2 separate regions of the Mus musculus genome follow, and region 2 is linked to region 1. A link is a contact called in public Hi-C data. All regions are on one chromosome and are shown on one strand. Each heading gives the region's core, a stretch centred on a gene start, on an enhancer-like site or on the middle of the called end of the contact. The rest is flanking DNA. Distances are from core to core; before and after follow the strand shown.

Region 1 (3,930 bases), core at 381-2,880:
ATTTGTTCCTGATAATTCTCTGCACTGGCAATGTTTTCCTAAGGGGCAGGATTTACCAGCTTTGCCCCTCCCCACACACGAGTTTGCTCTAGAAGTCAGGGAAGTCTCCCTGCTGCCATTATTAGTCTTATGACTTAAGCAAGTTCCTTGCCATCTCTCATGGGATCAGATGGAACGTTAGGGAAGCTCTCTATGGCCTCTCCTCTCTTCTCAGGAGTAAGGATAAGCATGCCTGGGTCAGATGGAAAGAAAGATCTGGAAGGTCAAGCAGGGGAATTTGGACTTGGTGCTCTAAGCTTCTGCTAAACCAGTGGCTGTCCTTGTAACGTTTCGCCAGCAAAGCACACTCGGACAACCAGATCCTTCTATGGCAAAGCTTTAACCCGGAAAATGGAGCTGCTTAAATACCCCTCTGTGTGACGTGTCAGCTCCTGATTAGCTGCTCACTCATCACCCCACTCCTACACCCCGGGATGGGCAGTGACTTGGCACGAAATTACTCCAGCACCTGCGCACATTGCTTGTTTACTAGGTAGGCACTGTGGAAGCCAGCGCCATCTTGTAATGGCGATTGCTCACGGCTCTCCACAAGTGGCCCTGTGAACCATCAAGATGTGCCAGCAAGTATTTGAGTTGTTCTCTGAATATAAAATACATAGCATGTTATAAGACTTCATAGGGAAAAAAAGGAATGTAAAATACCATGTTAATGTTATGCTAATTATCTATCCGCATGGTAAATTTTGGACATGCTGGATGAAATAGCCCACTTCATTAAAATAAATCTCAGTTTTGTTGTTGTTGTTTTTTCAAAAAAACAGCATTCGTATTATATTTTTACAATTATGGGGTGTTTTGGTTGCATGTATGTCTGTGCACTACATGTGTGTCTTGTGCCCTTGGTGGCCAAAATTGGGTGTAAGAGCCTCCCTGGAAATGGAGTTATAGACAACTATGAGCCACCATGTAGATGCTGGAAATCAAAGTTGGGTCTTCTGGAAGAGCAGCCAGTACTTCTAACCACTGAGCCATCTCTCTATGTCCTCATTTATTTGTTTGCTGGTTGGTTTATTTTTATTTTTTGAGATACAGTGTTTCTGTGTATCCCTAGCTGTCCTATAACATGCTCTGTAGACCAGGCTGGCCTTGAATCCAGGGATCTGCCTTCCTCTATCTCCCAAGTGTGGGATTAAAGGTATGTGCCACCATGTATGGCTTATAGAGGGTTTTTTCCTCCTTCTTCTCTCTTCCCTTCCTTCCTTATTTTCTTTTTCTTTTTCTAGTTTTCAAAGCTGACCTAAGATTTCTAGACTTGAGAAATCCTCCTGCCTCAGCTCCCAAGTGTACCACCAGATCTGGCTCTACAAACATTTGCATCCAAGTTCTATCTAGGTTTTGCCAGCAAATGTCAGCATTTGAGTGGGTCCCCTATTGAACAGTATGTATCAGAGGCACAACCTAGCATTTGTTTTAAGTCCCGTCCAGGTGTTTGTGGGGTAAGAATTATTTCTTGTGTCCTATTTAAATCACATGACAGAAAGATAAATAAAGACCCAAAGTAAAGAGACAAGGTAATCCTGAAAAGATGTTGCAATATGTTTTCCTGACACAGTGAATTTTTCCCATGGTACAAAAAGCATTGTTTGCGTGGCTTAAATGCGGGACACTAAAGAGAATGTTAGCAATGGCAGAGAGGAAGAAAGTTACCAGCCCAGGCTCCCATGCACTGACTTCCTCTCACAGAAGCCTGCAGCCACTAGCCTTGTGGATTTGTAGAATGTAATTGTTCCTGGTTTGATTGCCAGGCTGACTTCTGTGAGCTGTCAGCCTAAGGGATCCAGCGCTGATGCTGTCTCCCTTGTCTGTGTCCAGCCCGTGCTCTGACAAGGTGTCTGTTTAGGCAGAGAGCCAAGACAGACGACAGTCAAAATGGAAAATCACAAGGCAGGGAACGACTTGTATGAGCTTAATCTCTGGGCTCCCATGGTCCCAGCTGCAGCCCCAAGCCCACCCATGGACGGATGCTGGGAATTGAACCTGTGGCCTCTGGAAGAGCAGTCAGAACTCCTAACAGCAGAGCCATCTCTCTTGCCCCTGGTACTATTTTTTTTTAATTAATCACATCTCAAAGAAGTTCAGTGGATCCATTTTTTTCTCCTTCATATGAGTAAAGAAAACCCCATGAATTATGATTTCCAGAACACTGTGTAAAATAATTCCCATAAAAGTCCCACGAGGTGACAGGTGTGATGCTACGTGCTTTTAATCCCAGTACTTGGAAGGCAGAGGCAGGCAGATCTCTGAAGAGTTCAAGGCCAGCCTGGTCTACACAGCAAGTTGCAGGACAGCCTGGGCTACCTAAGGAGACCCTGTCTCAAACAACCAAAGCAACAAAACTCTGCAAGGTTCCTCCTTCCCTCTGGGTAACTGTCACACCTTCCTCTACTCTGGACTGCCTTTGCCAAATGCATCTTCTTTTTCGTGATGGCCTAAAGATAGACACATACAAATCACAGTAAAACAAGAAACTCCATTTGGATGAGAGGACACGCTGTTCTGGGTGCCATTAAATACTGTAGCTATTAAATACTCTCTGGTGTTAGGTTCTGGTCAGTTACAGGGATAGAAGAACTGCATCTATACGCAACGTGACTGAACTTGGGTAGAGAGTAGAGAGCTTGGTGTGAGGAATTTCTCTACTGGAGCTCTGCTGTTGGTGGTAGGCTGGGCCCCTCTCTTCCCAGAGGGCAGAGGAGGAAGTAACACATTCCTCAGCTGTATCCATCTCGAGCCTACTTCTGTGTCCTAGCCGAGGGCCAAATTCCTGCCAAATTCCTAGAAGCAGGCCCCCAAAGCTTTCCACATTTATAAATCATGGGTCCTGAAGATCTTAGGTCCTCATGTTTGCAAGGTACTCACTTTACCTACTGGTCTATCTCCCCTTCTACCCTCTTTCTTACTTTTAAATTTGAGAGAGGGTCTTAATGAGTTGCCCAAGCTGGACTTGATCTTGTGGTCTTCCTGACTGTGGCTCTGAAGTAATTGGATCACAAGTCAACGCCATCAGACTCAGCAACGTCTTCTCTATTGTTTTCTTCAATTGATGAATAGTCTGGCCTTCCACATTTATGCCCTTAAACCACTTGTAACTGTGCTTTGCCGTGTTTTGAGACGTCAGGGTATGGAGTACCACTTCTGTACTCTATTAGGTGTTGTGTCTGTGCTACACAAGCACTACACAAACAAAAAACAAAGCTGGCTGCTTTCTTTCTTCCACGAATTTGTCTGTCTGTTTGTTTGTTTATCGAGACGGGGTCTCTTTAAGTCTCTCTACATAGTTCCGACTGTCTGGTAATTTGAAATGTAGACCAGGCTAGCCTTGAACTCACAGAGATTCTCCTGCTTCTGCCTTTTTTTCCCATCCAACTTTCTTCTCTCTATTCCAAGTTACAAGGTTTCGTTTACTACCTACCTACTGTGGATTTATCTAGAAGTAAACTCTGCATAAGGGGGCAGGGAAGGCAGACCAGGAGGATGATGGGTTTCAGGCCAGCCTGGGCTACATAGAAGCCACTGCAAAAAAAAAAAAAAAAAAAAGGAAAGGAAAACAGAAAAAAAGGAAAAAAGAAAGAAAGAGAGAGGGAGGGAGGGAGGGAAGAAGGAAGGAAGAGAGAGAGAGAGAGAGAAAGAAAGAAAGAAAGAAAGAAAGAAAGAAAGAAAGAAAGAAAGAAAGAGAGGAAGGAAGAAAGGAAGGAAGGGAGAGAGGGAGAAAGAGAGAAAGAGAGAAAGAAAGAAAGAAAGAAAGAAAGAAAGAAAGAAAGAAAGAAAGAAAGAAAGAAAGAAAGAAAGAAGAGAGAGAAGAGAGAAAATAGCGTGTTGCTGCTGTTTTGAGTCAGGAATGAAGAGCGTGAAGAGTGTTCTGTGGAAGAG
Region 2 (3,930 bases), core at 1,063-3,562, 120 kb after region 1:
GATCTTCTCTGGCAGGGACCAGGGCCCAAGGCCCCGGATGTGGAAGGAGACCCCAGTGGCACCAGTACTTTCCTGTTTGACCTGTTCCTCCCCTGTTGCTATCTGATGTGTTCCCATCAGCCTCTGTTGCCAAAGTCGTGGCCCCAGCTATGGATATCTGCTTCTTCCAGAGAAATAAAGCTTGTTTCTATTTTATGTTACTCTCGCGTGCCCGCCTGTTTCTTGGGTTGTGCCCTCCAATCTCAACAGAGTGCTGCTGTCCAGAGAAAGCTGTTTATCACCACCTATAGGCAGAGGAAAGAAGTGCAGACCCAAAACATCCTATGCCTGTACCCTTACAGAGCTGTCCTAACTTGCTTCATGGTCTGGAACTGTCACAGTCTCTGCGGGCTTCTGTAGTGCAGGACACATTTCAGGAGACAGTCTAGTAGCTCAGTCAGTTGGAGCTGGACCAGAAGCAGACGTCACCCAGGGCTTCAGTAGGTACAGCCATTTGTATTTTGTTTCTCTGAATAATGTATTTAAGTGATTCTGAATTCAGAAGGTACAGAGAGTACACAGCAGGGCGTCCACCTCAGCTGCCCACTTCCCTCATCCTCTCTGCCCTTATCAAAGGTTCCTGTGCGTTCCCCCCCCCCTTTTTTTAATTAGGTATTTTCTTCATTTACATTTCTAATGCTATCCCAAAAGTCCCCCATACCTTTCCCCCACTCCCCTATCCACCCACTCCCACTTCTTGGCCCTGGCGTTCCCCTGTACTGAGGCATATAAAGTTTGCACGACCAAGGGGCCTCTCTTCCCAATGATGGCCGACTAGGCCATCTTCTGCTACATATGCAGCTAGAGACACAAGCTCCGGGGGTACTGGTTAGTTCATATTATTGTTCCACTTATAGGGTTGCAGACCCCTTTAGCTCCTTGGGTACTTTCTCTAGCTCCTCCATTGAGGGCCCTGTGGTCCATCCAATAGCTGACTGTGAGTATCCACTTCTGTGTTTGCCAGGCACTTGCCTCACAAGAGACAGCTATATCAGGGTCCTTTCAGCAAACTCTTGCTGGTGTATGCAATGGTGTTAGCATTTGGAGGCTGATTATGGGATGGATCCCCGGGTATGGCAGTCTCTAGATGGTCCATCCTTTCGTCTCAGCTCCAAACTTTGTCTCTGTATGGGTGTCTTTGTCTTCCATGGGTGTTTTGTTCCCAATTCTAAGAAGGGGCAAAGTGTCCACACTTTGGTCTTAGTTCTTGAGTTTCATGTGTTTTGCAAATTGTATCTTATATCTTGGGTATTCTAAGTTTCTGGGCTAATCCCCTTATCAGTGAGTGCATATCATGTGAGTTCTTTTGTGATTAGGTTACCTCACTCAGGATGATGCCCTCCAGGTCCATCCATTTGCCTAGGAATTTCATAAATTCATTCTTTTTAATAGCTGAGTAGTACTCCATTGTGTAAATGTACCACATTTTCTGTATCCATTCCTCTGTTGAGGGACATCTGGGTTCTTTCCAGCTTCTGGCTATTATAAATAAGGCTGCTATGAACATAGTGGAGCATGTGTCTTTCTGTTCTCCTTTTTTTAAACAGATAATTTTTGGAAACTTCCTTAGAATTTTGGTTGGTTTGGTTCTTGGCCATCCTTAGCAGTTACAGCCACTGTGGCAGTAATCTGGGTGTGTGCAATGTTCTCACTGGCGAGACTGGATGAGGCGTTGTGGGTAGTGAGCTCCAGGGCCGTGATGGAGACTGTGAGATTGTTCAGTGGTTCCACCAGCAGTGAGAGTTGTGGCCGCGTCGTAAGCAGCTCCCTGGCCCTACCCAGACTGCCTGGTGGCAGATCGTGGTGGGAGTTTTCCGTTTGCATGCCTCTCCAGAGTAAGTAGACTTCTCAAAAAGTAAGTTGTGGGACTGGAGAGATGGCCCAGGGGTTAGAAGTATTTACTGCTCTTGAGGCCACCTACGTGGCAGCTCACAACCAGCTGTAATTCCATTTGCAGGGGATCTGATGCCTGACCACTGTGATCACCACACACACATGCAGTGCATATACTTATGTGTAAGCAAAATAGACACACAAACACATTTTTTAAAGTAATTTGAGCTAGACGAGATGTTGCAGTGGGAACAGTGCTCTGCACAGGCATGGAACCTGGATTCGAACCCTCAGCACCACTGTAAAATAAGTAAATAAAAAGTAAGCTGAGGCCAGGAGTGCCGGTGCCTGTCTGTAATCTCAGCATTCCGGAAGCCAAAGCAGGAGGATCGGCGTAGGTCCCAGGTCAACCCGGGGCTGGGTTTCATCATAAGAGCCTGTCTCAAAAACAAACAGAAAAGGGCGGCCAAGTAGATGACTCCGTGGTTGAAGGCGTTTACTGTGCAGGCCTGGTAACCTGATTTTGAGTCGTGGAACCCATGGTGGAAGGAGAGAACAGAATCCCAAAAGTCAGTCCTCTAACTTCACATGTGTCCACACACACACACACACACACACACACACACACAGCCCCCCCAATAACAAGGAACAAGTAAACTCTCTCATGTTCCCTTTCTCTGTGAATTACCTATTAATATCTGTGGATCTTTTTAAATGTAAGATTACTAATCTCTTGCTGACTTTTAGGAAGCAACTAGATCCAGGAAGCTCCTTTGAATCCTACAGATGATATAAGCTTTAGGAAGCAAGATAAATCACGGAAAGTAAATGGACAGCTGGGATTCGTTAAAGACATTGGAGGGAGGCATAGTGCTACCAGGCAGGGAAGGGAGGCACTCAGGCATTGAAGCCAGAACCAAGTTCAAGGTCTGCTTATGGGACTTGACACTATTTAAAAACAGCCCGCAGAAACACTCAGGGTGCTGAATCATGCTGGTGCTCTTGACTGCAGTGGGCCAGAAGCACGGCAGCTCTGGGGGATGGAGCCTTCAGAGCCCACCATGCTGCAGTTAAAGGGACTGGTGGACTGTGCCCAGGGGCCGTGTCCTGCTGAGTTCTGGAATAGCCAGCTGCAGATTTCAGGCAGATGTTGTCCCAGGCTGACTGTTCTTCACCCTCTGGAGACAGGAAATGGCGGCAAGTGGGCAGTGCAGCAAGTGGACTGACTGCTCCTCCAGAAGTCCTGAGTTCAAGTCCCAGCAACCACATGGTGGCTCACAATCACCTATAATGTGATCCAATGCCCTCTTCTGGTGTGTTTGAAGAGAGCAACGGGTTACCCATATACATAAAATAAATCTTACAGAAAGGAAAAAAGTGTATGTGTGTGCTGTGTATGTGTGTACATGTCGTGTGTGTATATGTCATGTGTGTGTCTGGGATGTGGTACGTGCATGTATATATGTTTGGTTTGTAGATGTGTGTGTATATGCCTAGGTGTGTGTGTGATAAGTGTGTGGATATGTGAGTGAGTGTGTTTCTGTATGAGTGTATGTGATATGTGAGAGTGTCTGTGTGTATGAGTGTGTATATGTGTGGTGTGTGGCTGTGTGTGTATATATGTATGACTGTGTCTATGTATATGATGGTGTGGCTTGTGTGTGTGTGTGTGTGTGTGTGTGTGTGTGTGTTAGAGGAGGGAGATGTAGAAGCCTTCACATAAATGAGAAAGCTGCCTCAGACCTGGGATCCCAGGCAGCCCCATGTCACACTATGCAATGTGTGTGGTCCTTTGCCATGCAAACCCTAATTATACTATTAATTGCGGTATGATGTCTTAAAGAAGTATAAAAAAGATGGATTCTAGTTAAGATGCCTAGAATCTAAAGTTCAACTCATGGTATAGATCCCTTACCTAGAATGGAGGAAACTTGTTAGTTAAACAAAAATCAAATTTTCAAACTCTAAAAATAGTTGTAGGTCACGTCATGAATGGGGAAATAGGCTGTATGGGGCCTCAAGTCCTTTTTTTTTTTTATTTTATTTTTTCAGATGTTC

Evidence for each region. Hi-C and Micro-C count contacts between places; a contact is called where the count stands out from the background.
Region 2: a Hi-C map of liver shows a contact between it and region 1, with 2.6 times the contacts expected there. The contact joins two enhancer-like sites. A contact is called at or near these places in 2 of 484 Hi-C or Micro-C datasets (both in liver), 1 of 115 datasets of contacts at active chromatin or transcription factors (embryonic stem cells) and 3 of 9 other capture datasets (adipose tissue, liver and pancreatic islet).

The regions. Positions count from the first base shown.
Region 1 is chr16:32,568,676-32,572,605 of GRCm38.p6, forward strand. No RefSeq gene overlaps it. Among named protein-coding and RNA genes, the nearest start is that of Tfrc, 38 kb to the right of the region's middle. Within about 2 kb of position 1,631, at least 14 of the 459 cell types and tissues checked have an H3K27ac peak or open chromatin away from gene starts, as enhancers often do. A contact at or near this core is called in liver, where this site is marked.
Region 2 is chr16:32,683,294-32,687,223 of GRCm38.p6, forward strand. Tnk2 (tyrosine kinase, non-receptor, 2) reads left to right here. Exons shown (of 16, transcript NM_016788.3): 16 at 1-200. Among named protein-coding and RNA genes, the nearest start is that of Gm34766, 13 kb to the right of the region's middle. Within about 2 kb of position 2,313, at least 7 of the 459 cell types and tissues checked have an H3K27ac peak or open chromatin away from gene starts, as enhancers often do. A contact at or near this core is called in liver, where this site is marked.